Linked DNA regions of Triticum aestivum: region 2 is linked to region 1. The links are chromatin contacts, called in public Hi-C maps. All regions are on one chromosome and are shown on one strand. The core of a region is the stretch at or near the end of the contact, and the rest is flanking DNA. Distances in the headings are between cores, read along the strand shown. Region 1 holds the start of LOC123182029 (probably inactive leucine-rich repeat receptor-like protein kinase At5g48380). Region 2 holds the start of LOC123182031.

Region 1 (2,795 bases), core at 195-2,694:
TTAGCATATCAAGTATTCTCTTTAAACCATATGGCATTGGTGGATGTTCCACCCTAACCCTTAACCCTCACCTCGATCTCGCCTAGCTTGCTCCAGCTTGCTTTGGGGCCCTGAAATCTAGGAGTGAGTTGCCTTCTATACGAGTTTGTTAGGTGTAGTGGCAGAGCTTGAAGCCCAACTCTGGGCAGGCCAAAATGAAAGAAATAGCCTGTGGACTGGTGTTCTGAGGCCCAACAGTAAAAAAATATTATGTACAAATTTCAAAATGTTGGGCAGGCCACGGCCCATCAGGTCATGTTGTACCTTTGCCATTGGTTAGGTGTTAGGGCCACGTCTCCGACACCAAGGTGAAGCAGGAAAAACGTGACAAACTTGGAACCAAAATTGATTCAATCAGAGTCACTATTTTTCCGCTATTAGTTACCACCTGAAAATATTCAAAAACCGAAAGAGATAGTGAAGTAACTTTTCAAAGAAAAAAGATATGTTTGGGAGGGGAGGGGGGGTGTGGGGAGAAAATGCATCAGTTTGATCCCTAAATAACCGCCCCACTTGCCAAGAAATATTGTCTACTGTTTTCTTGATAAATTTGAATTATAAAATGCTCTTTTTGGTGTCTTTTCTTATAAAAAGTTAGATGGAGACAATATGCTTTTTCAAACGATCTGTCTTTTGAAACATTGTACAAACGCAAACGCTCATGTACATGCAGCCCTATGAACGTGCTCACACATCTTCGCGGGACTGGGCCGATACATCTCAAAATTGACGAAGTCGCAACATGCGCGTCGTAATCGAAGGTAACTTCATTTCCCACTGAACGAACATCGCTGAAATCTGGAAAAAAAATCCAAAAAAATGCGAGCATCACTGTAAAATCTAGAACTTGATTTTCACCACAAGGAATCTAATCATCTGAGCTACGCCCAGTTCGACAAATGAGTTTTTTAGTTCCCTATACAACATTATTTGCGCAAACTTGGTGTTAAAATGGAGAAATATTTGCTAGTTTTATAGCGAAAATTAAGTCCAGGTTGAAACTTTACCCGCGTTCGTTTTCCTGTTGTAATGTTTGGTCGTTGTTTTATATATAAATTGGGGGGAAAGACTTTTTCCGCTAAGCTTTACGAGCGTGCAATATACTCCGAATGTTAGCAGTCACGATCATGGCCGCGGTAACCCGGAAACCCGAATGGTGAACGCCCTTGGCTAGTTCCTGCAATATTTTCCGTGGTCACGACGGAGAAAAAGGAGGGGACCCGAGACCCGTCACCCACCACCTCCTCCATTCCGACCTCAGTGACACGGTGGCGCCGTAGCCATTCGTCCGGCCGGCCACCCATCATCAAGAGAGAGCAGACGGGTTGACTGGGGCAGTTGACCAGCAAAGTCCGTGGATCTCCGCGTCCCCCAGTCTCCATACTGCGCGCCCCTCTCGCCCTCGCCGGGCCCACGGCTGGGCCCCCACACGCTTAGAAAAACTCTCTCGCCTCCACTTTCTTTTCCCTTTCTTTGACGGGCGGCTGCTCTCCTCTCCTCTCCTCCCACCTCCGGTCCTCCCTCCTCCCCCCACTACTCACAGACTCTTCTCCCCTCCTCCTCCTCCTCCCTGGGTCCTCCCGGTTCCCACCTATGCACGGACGGCGAGCTTCAGGTAATCGATTCGGCCTCGCCTCTTCTCTTATTTTTCTGGATTTTGTAGATGTTCCTTCATGCTCTGCTGTGGCGCGAATGATCTTTCGGAGTGCGCGAGCTCTGGGTTGGTTGGTGCCGCTGTGGATGCGGGTTCTTGGGGGGCTACGGTAGCGGTTCGCAGAGTTGCCATGTCCATGTACGGCGAGGAAGAAATCGCTTGTTTTTGGCCTGATTGGTGCGGGTTTGTTGCTGGGGAAGCAGCAGCAACAGCCCCCGGGAGGGAAATCAGGGAAAAAATAGCATACACATATGCGACATATGGATGGTGCGGCGCCATTCCTTTTGGAGATTTTTCTTTGCTGCCCCTTAGATTTTCTTCTTTCTGGAAAGTGCGCCTTTTGGCAGTTCGAGCCGTTCGCTTCTGTTGTGAGAAATCGAGATATTTATAATAAGAAAAAGCCCGCTGGTTGTTTCTATCTATAAATAATAACTGTGGTCTCGATTGATGGTTCAGCAGTCAGGAACTGCCTCCGGTTGCAAGTTTCCACTTATGTTTACAGACAAGTAATGGAAGAACAAGTTTTTACTGTTATTGTTAGGGGTGATGATTAATTACCATGCGACCAATTGCACTTATTCCTTCGTGCTAATCGTAGCCGAACCTTGGCATCATATGTTATTTGCTATGGCTGTAGTGGGGATCAGTTCCCCATTGATGTTGTCCTTGTGTTATGCTTTTCAGTACTGCAATCAAATCAATATTTTCGTTTTAGAATATATGGCTGCTATCACCAACTCTATGTGTGTCTCTAATTTTATAAATTCGATTACGTTTACGTGTAGGTGAAGCTTGAACCTACAAGTGGTATTGTCACGGAGGAGAGGCCACGTTAGGCGCAAGTGCTCGATGGCAAATCATTATGCTCCTCTGAGGGTTATTCTTGTACTGCTGTTGGTCTTCACTTGTTTCGCCTCTGAAGCTGATATCCAATGCCTGAAATCTGTTCAGCAGTCAGTGGACCCCAACGGTGTACTCAAATCCTCATGGAATTTTGAGAACGACACTGCTGGTTTCACATGCCGATTTACTGGCGTGGAATGTTGGCACCCGGATGAGGACCGAGTTCTTTCTTTGCGCCTAGGCAACCTTGGTCTCCAGG
Region 2 (2,795 bases), core at 136-2,635, 160 kb before region 1:
GATCCTATCAAACCATGTGTCCAAAACGTCACTCTGGGTATTTTTGGGCTTTTCAGCTCAACAGGGAAAATCCCCTGAAAGCCCTCACAAGCAGTGGTGGAGGTACCAAAATATTATTGGGCGGGCCAGATTGAAGAAAAGCACACAAGTTTAGCTTCCCAGACCCAGTTTCACCTTATTCAATGATTTGGCCTAAGGCTGGGTGGACCACCACCCACTTTTGTTTCAACTAAGCTCCATCCCTACTCCCAATCCCGTGTGTACCAAACAACACGAGAGCTATATCTCACTCTTTACGAGGCGGTAGCTCATCTCGTCTCGCCCCTGGCACCGCTAGCATGCCGACCATGTGTGTTCTGTGGTTTTTGTGGGAGCGGTTTTAGAAAGCTAATATGGACCGGTTTGGACTAGTTGAAATTTTCGCGTGTTCTTTTCTACGTGTTTTCTATATCGTTTTTTCCTTTCGATTTTCTCCTTTTTTGTGCTCATTTATTTTTTATTGTCTTCCTTTCCTTTTATTTTTTCCTTCATTTCTGAAATACACGCAAACATTTTTCAAATGCACATAGAACATTTTTCGTATACATGATGATCAGTTTTCACATACACATTGAGTATTTCCAATTATGGGTTGAACATTTTTCTCAAATACATGTTGAACATTTTTTGATACACGATGAATATTTTTAACACACATTGAACATTATGCATAAATGCCGTGAACATGTTTTTTGAACATGCAAAACATTTTTTAACTGTTATATTTTTTTTAAATGCCACAAACATTTTTTTGAATATTCAGAACTTTTTTTACTTACCCAAATATATATATTAACATTGTATAAACATTTTTTTATATGTAGAGAACATATTTTTGAAATTTGGGGGCATTTTTTGAATGGTATAATTTTTTTATTAATCATGCATATATTTATTTACATTGTATACTTTTATTTAAATTTCTGAAACAAAATTTGAAATGCCCGAACATTTTTTAAATGTCACAAATATTTTTTGGTTGCGTGATGAAATATTGTGAGATTTTGAACCAATTATTTTTGTTTTTAAAATATTTCAAATATATAAACAAAAGTAAAAAAAAGAAGAAAAAATGAGAGGAAAAAACGAACGAAACGTAGCGGACCCACGCGACCCTATTGGGCCCGCCTCGCTTGAGGTACAGACGCGCGCTCAAGGCCTCAGGAGCCGCGCCGATGCGCGCCCCGGCCCGCGCAGATCCCAACAAATGATAAGCTTCAGGGAGCGAAGCATTCGAGGATAAGAGGAGGAAGAGCCGTTGAAGGACAAAGAAGAGATGACCATGTTGTCGCCGGCCTCCACCCACCTCCTCCGCTCCGGCTCCGCGCCTGCGGCACCCCTGCTGCCTCGCCGCGCCTCCCTGCAGCTCTCCTGCGTCGCCGGCGGAGCCGCGCCAAGGAGTAGGAGACGGAGCGGCCGCCTGGAGGTGGTCCGCGCGGCCACCGCGGAGGTGGCCGAGGCCGCCGGCGCCCCCGCCTACACCAGCGAATCCCTCATCCTCTACTTCAAGGCGGAGGGCACCATGGAGGAGAGGGCTGTTCCCAAGATCACCCAGGCTCTCGAGGTGCATTTACTGTGATTTTTTGCTGACTGGGATGGACGATGAACGTCGGCCGGTAAACCAACCGTCGATTGAGATGAACATGTGCGTGTGTGTTGTAGGGGATGGACGGCGTCACTGACCTGGAGGTGCTCATCGAAGAAGGCATCGGAAGTGTTGTGGTAAATTTGCCCCCCTCTGCTCCTACTTTTCATCGTCAATTGCTCCCAGTATTCAGTGTGCACGTATACATACATGCATTTCTTTTGCGTGGAATATATCTGTCTGCAGTCATACGCTCAAACCATTATCCCAATTTTGTAAACACATTAGATTCTGTGAAGTGCACTATCTGGAAAGTGCAAACGCAAGAATAGACTGCCTTGCAAGCAGAGAGGGCGTTATCGTCAGATAGTATCCTTTTAGTAGTTTAATTTTCGTACAGATTTTGTCAAAAGGAAAACCCACAAATGCTTAAATTTTCTTTTTGTCTGGCACTCAGTTATCTGAAAGAATCAACAAAGAAAGCAAAACACAATTAGCTACACAGAGATCTCTGCAAGCCAGTTCTGTAATCCTGCCTATATTGCTGACAGATTAACCATGGATACATGATCATGGGAGATGAAAGCAGCGCTATAGATTCTTATATCCATTACTTATAGAGTGATTTGTGGTCACAACACTTAACAAACGAAAACGCTGTTATGGACAATGTGGTGAGGACAAGGAAAGCTCCTTGCAGATTTGCAGTGGCTCTATGCTCAGGGCACCTGGAGAGCACAGCAAACAATTATCAGTTTGGTGACTATAACTTTTTTACCACATTGGAAAACAATGTGCAGGGACTAATTAATTTCTTAAACACTTATCTGGTTTTTCACTTAAGCATTTGCAGGGCAGATATGTCCTCGTGTTAGATAACTAGTAAAAATACCACTTAAGTTGAAACTTGAAAACCATTTGTTTTGAAAACCAGATAAAGATCGAAACTCCAAATGGTTAAGATGTACGTAGGGCCGTTTGCACTGCTTTGTTGACGAGCTTCTATTTTCACCAAGAAGTCAAATCTATTTTCAAGTTTTCTCAGACTTCTAAACTTGATTTTCCTTATAGTGTGAGGAAATGAAATACGGCATAACCTTTAGTTTCGTGAAACACCCAAGGCCTAGCATAAACTGCAGTGTTTTGTTAGCCCAAAAAGTACAAAAAAAAA

Evidence for each region. Hi-C and Micro-C count contacts between places; a contact is called where the count stands out from the background.
Region 2: a contact with region 1 is called in a Hi-C map of leaf, with 3 times the contacts expected there. The contact joins the promoter of LOC123182031 here to the promoter of LOC123182029 in region 1. A contact is called at or near these places in 2 of 5 Hi-C or Micro-C datasets (both in leaf).

The regions. Positions count from the first base shown.
Region 1 is chr1D:354,520,021-354,522,815 of IWGSC CS RefSeq v2.1, reverse strand. LOC123182029 (probably inactive leucine-rich repeat receptor-like protein kinase At5g48380) reads left to right here and starts at 1,444. Exons shown (of 3, transcript XM_044594481.1): 1 at 1,444-1,654; 2 at 2,479-2,795. The coding sequence starts at 2,543.
Region 2 is chr1D:354,680,127-354,682,921 of IWGSC CS RefSeq v2.1, reverse strand. It overlaps LOC123182031, which reads left to right and starts at 1,385. Exons shown (of 3, transcript XM_044594482.1): 1 at 1,385-1,603; 2 at 1,702-1,761. The coding sequence starts at 1,385.